Linked DNA regions of Mus musculus: region 2 is linked to region 1. A link is a contact called in public Hi-C data. All regions are on one chromosome and are shown on one strand. The core of a region is the stretch at or near the end of the contact, and the rest is flanking DNA. Distances in the headings are between cores, read along the strand shown.

Region 1 (2,987 bases), core at 216-2,715:
TACCTAAGAAACTTTGGGAGACACCCTTCCACCTTTTTAAAGTGCTAGCCTATAATCCTAGCACTTGGGACACCAAGGCAGGGGAATCTGGAGTTTGAAACTGGCCTGATTACACAGTGAACTTCCTACCACTCCTAGCTTATGAAGTGGGGACATCACTTTATAAACAAGTGAAAATATAAATAAAAGGTCAGTGAGACGGCTCAGCAGGTCAAGGCACTTGCAGCCAAACCTGAGGACCCAAGTTCTATCCCCAGTTCCTACATGACAGAAAGAAAGAACTGACTCTTACAAGTTGTTCTACATTTAAGAAAACTATAAATAAATGAATAAACAAAAGGATTCAGGATCTAAGCAAGACACAGATGTCTATTCCCTGAGGGGAAGTCCCAGCAGGAGCGCTGAACTCCAACACTGAATTTTCTGGGACTCCATAAGTTGGCTAAAAGTAATTTCAAAAACCAGAAGGAACTCCACCCTAAACCACAGTGCCCAGCAGGGAAATGGGCCCCTCTGCCAGCCAAGGAGCTGGCGTGCATGGCTACCTCAAGTCTAAATATCACACCATGGTCAAAAGACTCATAAAACCACAGACAGCTTCTTCCAAGCACTCCTAGGAGAGATGTGTACTTTGAAAATGTTCTAATCCTTTGCTAAATACCAAATACTGGCCGTGTTCTCTGCTCCTGGCACAGCCCCTGCTTCCAGCCCGGATGGGAGGCTGAACCCGGAGAGGGAGGATGGCTCTGTGCACCTCAGCCCTAAGACAGAGTAGGCTCTCCAGCCTTCCCTCCCAAGACCCCAGCCTCACACCCTGTCAGTTTTCTCTCCTCAGAGCAGGAAAGTGAGGTGAGGTAATGTCTCTGGAACCCCACAGTGGCAAGAAGATGAAAAGAATCCGAGAAATGCTGTGTTTAATTTAAAGCAGACCCAGCCTGCCGCCAGGCTGCAATTTCACTCAGAATACCCAGTTTGTTTTTCTTGGACATTCCAGGAACCAACTGGCCACCCCATGTCAAAGCCCAGCAGGAATGCTCCGAGAACGCCTTGCTGTGGGGCACTCAGCTGCCTAGGCCTGGCAGATTGCACTCTCTTCCCTCAGGCCAGGAACTCCTACTGTGGGATGGAATCCTGGTCACTGTAGGAGCCATCTGTTGGCCATTCTTAGCCTGAGACCCCGTTACCCATGTACCTGGCTCTAAGGGTAGTGCTGGCAGTAACAACATGGTGTGTTTATCCTGTGTATTCTCATGAGCCTGGCGTTGTGCTGATCTCTCTATTCCCTGTTTGTCAGACCCTTCCAGCATCCTACGAAGGCAGGAAGGTTTATTACTTTCTACTGTGGCTGCAGTCAAGGCAAAGGGTGATTATGTAACTTGGCCCCGTCACCCAGCTAGGGTTTGAGCTCACAGAGCGCCAATCTAACCTTGGTTGTCCATCAGCAAGTCCCTTCCTTCCCATTGGTTGTCCATCAGCAAGTCCCTTCCTTCCCATGCCGGCACTGCATCAAGATCCTTGGCCCGAATCACTGCTTCTGTGGTATCAGGGTCCACAGTGGTGTCTGCGAAGGGAGTGGTTTGGGACATGGGCACATGGCTGCTGCTGAAAGATAGAGCTGTAGTCACAAGCTCTTCTTTCTAGCTGTTGAAACCCAAATCTGGGGTGGGGTTGGGGGGAGCTCCAGTCCCTGCTGGTTTGTTGCTTCAAGGGATCTGTTGAACTCCTGTCTCTAATCACTGAGTGGCTTAGAGAAATGACAGTGCCAGAGAGAGAGAGCAGGCCCTGGTCTGGGCCCTGCCTGGATCTTAGGCAGTCCCCATGCCCCTTGTTTCTACAGAGCCTTTTTTCTCTATAACAACATCTTTATCTTTGGGGAGAGAGGGAAGAGAGAACACACAAGGCTATCCTGGCTGGGGCCTCCTGTGACCCTGACAGTCTCTGGCTTTATTTTGTATCTGGATTTCTACAGGGAGACCTTGGCTCAAGCAAATGTAGGGGTGGGGGCTGAGGGAGCCAGGCAGGAGAGTGACTTCTGAAGAAGTTTCCAGAACTTAGAAGAGAAATGCATGGGCGGAGCGCTGTAGGGAGAAAGAGAACAGGGACTAGGTGAGGTGGCCCAGATCGATTTAGTCCAGAGGCTGGCTGGCACTGAGGGTAGCCACTCAGCAGGAGGCTGCCCCACAGGAACAGTTTCTGCCTTCTCGCTTTCCAAAACAAACAGGCAGGCAAGGTTGTCTGTCCTTGTGTGCTTCCTCTGTCAGGACTCAGAGCAACCAAAAGGCCATCTGTGTGCAGAGCTCTGCTTCTGGGCCACTTTCGCCGTAATGAGGAATGGACAGGAGCCCAGGATGACAAGACCCAGGGCAGTGGAGCCTGTCACCAGCAAACCTGGGTCTGGCTCCCCTACCTGAGTCAACAAGAGGAGCCCTGGGTTGGGAAAGGGCTAAGAAGGGGGAGCTCTTGGAGAAAGGCTGGCTCAGGGGACAATGAGTTTACTGAGGGAGGACTCAGCTCCCAAGAGATGTTTCCATGGCACCCACAAATGTCAATGGTCACATTGTGTGGGTGGCTTTGGGTCCAGCCTCTCCCCTGCGATAGAAAGACAGTGGGTAGGAGGGAGCCTTGCTCTCTGGCCCCTGGCAAAATTCCCTGGTACCATGCTGTGGGGTGGCAGGCATCGAATGGGAGCCTCCCCACTATCCTTCCTCCTCTGCAGACAAGGGTGAAGCTCTGTGTGTGTGTGTGTGTGTGTGTGTGTGTGTGTGTGTGTGTGTGTGTGTGTGTGTTGTGGGGGGGGGCATGTTCCCAGGAGGGATTCTTGAGGCTAGGGCTGAAGCATCCAGCCCTCTGATCTTCCTGTCCTGGAGGGGATAGAAAGCTGAGAAATGCCCTTTTTCTGTACCTTCTCCAAACCTGAGCCAATAAATCAGCTCTCCCTCCGCTGACTCAGCCACAGGAACTGCAGGTGTTGGTGCCAAGTTTAGAGA
Region 2 (2,987 bases), core at 222-2,721, 150 kb after region 1:
TGGAACACAGCCACTGTGCTCTCAGAAAACACTTCCCAGAAAATGTCACCTCAATGATGCTGGTCTCTTCTTAATCACCGCTAATTTCTTAGCTCCAGCTAACCAGCATCAATAGTCCCAGTAATGCAAAGTTTTTGCTTTAGTAGTTCTGGTATCTTGTTAATCACAGCTGATTCTTCAGCCCCAGCTAACCAGAACTACAGAATCTTCACAATCAAAACAGGAATGGCCCTGAAAAGAGTCTTTAATTTTCCCTCTGAAATTTCACAAGCCAGGCCTCCATCTTCTGCACTGTTCTCAACATTATCTTCCAAGCTCCTACAAAACATCTGACAGAGCTCTTAACAACGAATGGATCTTCAAGCCCAAAATTCCAAAGTCCTTCCACAGACCTCCCCAAAACATGGTCAGGTTGTCACAGGAATACCCCACTCTGCTGGTACCAATTTGTCTTAGTCAGGGTTTCTATTCCTGCACAAACCTCAGGACCAAGAAACAAGTTGGGGAGGAAAGGGTTTATTCGGCTTACACTTCCATACTGCTGTTCATCACCAAGGAAGCCAGGACTGGAACTCAAGCAGGTCAGGAAGCAGGAGCTGATGCAGAGGCCATGGAGGGATGTTCTTTACTGGCTTGCCTCACCTGGCTTGCTCAGCCTGCTTTCTTATAGAACCCAAGACTACCAGCCCAGAGATGGTCCCACCCACAAGGGGCCTTTCCCCCTTGATCACTAATTGAGAAAATGCCTTACAGTTGTATCTCATGGAGGCATTTCCTCAACTGAAGCTCCTTTCTCTATGATAACTCCAGCTGTGTCAAGTTGACACAAAACTAGCCAGTACAACGTTGAAGAGCTAAAGCCTTTATTTCCACCCCTAGATTTGACACAGCATCTTGTTTCTTAAAAGAGGAACATCAGCTCTCTGGATCTCAGAGCCGCCAGGATGGCGCCTCCCAGTCAGCCCTCCTCCACTTGGCTGCCATGGTCCGGAACCCCTGCTTCCTCTGAGCACCCCAGTTCCTTAAAGTGAACTGTCCCACCTTTTTTTAAAGCTGTGAACCCCATGTAGGGAAAAGAGAAGAGGCCCCAAAGTGCACTGTAGTTAGCAAAAGTTGCCCTGTGATGGCAGGCACCTTCAGAGCTCAGCACATCTTTAAACATGTGGAACCAGGCTCACAGTGTTCTCACTCTCTCCAGTGCTGTTAGCTGCGCTCGCTCCCTCAGGTCCCCAGCCCCAGCCCTGAGACAGGCAGGGTTACTACAGAGGGTGACAGCTGGGCCTTGGGCTCTGCTCACAATACAGTAGATTAAATGAGATGAATGCTTTCCCAGGACAGGGAATGGAATGAAATTTCACTCCTCTCCAAAGGAAACTTCTAAAGAAAAGATTTGGCAGCACAGGAGAGCTGCGCGCACACTTCCAGCATCCTTCCCTGGGCCTCCTTTGGCACGCTGCAGGTGTCCCTTTGGATCCTAGGTGACTTGGGAAAACATGTACTGGGCATGAATCCTAGGGGTGAACTGGGTTTCAGGAGCTCCAAAAATGGCTGTCTATGACCACGAGACCTGGAGACTAGAGCGATGAGTAAAGTCAGTGGCAGGACCCTTCTGTTTGCCACCCTCCCCCCAGGCTGGGATAAGGCCCCATGAAGGGCCGAGCCTCGCCTGCTTAGTGTTTGTGAGGACTCCGGGCCATGATAGGTTCCTTGCTTGGTGTTCCGACTGACCCCTCAGGAAGATGTCAGTGCTTGTGTGAGCTGCTGGTGTGTGGAGTAACTTCCTTTTCCATAGGCGTAGAAGCTGCTGTTTCGGGCCTTGGCACGTGAGCAGCCCTGATTCATTCTCCTGGGTGTGACACCTTGAAACCACAAAGGGAACTCACTGGTGACCTTATCTTCGGGTGCCACAGGGGGTGCAAGGCTGTGAAACCATTAGTCAGTTCCCCTTTACCAAAAGGAGGTAAATTCCCCAAATGCACACACACAGGCCTCTCTGTGTAGCCCTGGCTGGCCTGGAGCTCACTCTGGAGACCTTTGCAAGGCTACACTTTAAAAATATTTTTAAAGGTTTTTCTACTGAGATGAGGGAAATGTTTCCGTCGAAAGTATATTTTGTAAAAATCAGATAATGGCTGGTGAAGTGGCTCCAAGTGTAAAAAGCACCTGCTGCCAAGACCAACAACCAGTTCCTCCCTTAGCCCCACTCGGAGGAAGGGGAAAACTGGCTCCCATAGGTTGGCCTCAGATACCCCACACACACATGAACACTAACACATGCACACACCAGGCACACACACCCACTCACATACACATACACAGAATGAAGTGTAACAAAAAATTAGAGTAAAAATAACAAGACCGAGGAAAACCAGCTGAGGTCATGTTTATGACTACAACAGCTAGAATCTCCATGATACACTGACAGGTTTGAAGACAAGATACAGTCTTAAAAGTAGGTATCCTGTGACCTACAGGAGCCTGTGCCACACATCTGCACGGACTCGTGTGCACACAAGAGAAAACTGCCCCGGGGGAGGGGGGGAGCGGGGGGAGCTGTCGGACACAAAGATGGGAAGCACACAGCAGGAGCAGCACGTGGGAAGTCTTCTGACTGGGCCTCAGCAGCTGGCCTCGGTAGGAGGACCATCCCTGGGCACGTGCACAGGAACCAGCAAGTTCTGTGAGGTCAGGACACTTGTTCTCTGATAACACTGAAGGTCATTGTCTCCCAGACGGCACAAAGCCATAGAACAAAATTTACCATCTTAGCCAGTCCTGAGGGCCAAATCAGAGCATTGCAACATGCCAAGCAAACATACCACTGGGTGCATGCGTGTGTGTGTGTGTGTGTGTGTGTGTGTGTGTGTATGTGTGTGTGTGCACTATAACACAGTACGGAGGTCAGAGGACCACTTTGGGGAGTAAGCTTACTCCTTCTATTCTGTGAGTTCCCAGAGATTAATTAAACTCAGGTCAGCAGCAAGCAT

What was found. Hi-C and Micro-C count contacts between places; a contact is called where the count stands out from the background.
Region 2: a Hi-C map of liver shows a contact between it and region 1, with 2.9 times the contacts expected there. The contact joins two enhancer-like sites. A contact is called at or near these places in 32 of 484 Hi-C or Micro-C datasets (B cells, the C2C12 cell line, the G1E-ER4 cell line and 17 more), 9 of 115 datasets of contacts at active chromatin or transcription factors (CD8 T cells, the NIH/3T3 cell line, VIP interneurons and 6 more) and 1 of 9 other capture datasets (bone marrow-derived macrophages).

The regions. Positions count from the first base shown.
Region 1 is chr6:71,989,201-71,992,187 of GRCm38.p6, forward strand. No RefSeq gene overlaps it. Among named protein-coding and RNA genes, the nearest start is that of Gm26628, 27 kb to the left of the region's middle. RefSeq lists an enhancer at 133-2,861. Within about 2 kb of position 1,466, at least 180 of the 459 cell types and tissues checked have an H3K27ac peak or open chromatin away from gene starts, as enhancers often do. A contact at or near this core is called in the HL-1 cell line, bone marrow-derived macrophages, cerebral cortex and 4 more, where this site is marked.
Region 2 is chr6:72,138,735-72,141,721 of GRCm38.p6, forward strand. The region is part of intron 3 of St3gal5 (ST3 beta-galactoside alpha-2,3-sialyltransferase 5); the gene reads left to right. Among named protein-coding and RNA genes, the nearest start is that of 4933431G14Rik, 17 kb to the left of the region's middle. Within about 2 kb of position 1,472, at least 119 of the 459 cell types and tissues checked have an H3K27ac peak or open chromatin away from gene starts, as enhancers often do. A contact at or near this core is called in the HL-1 cell line, bone marrow-derived macrophages, cerebral cortex and 4 more, where this site is marked.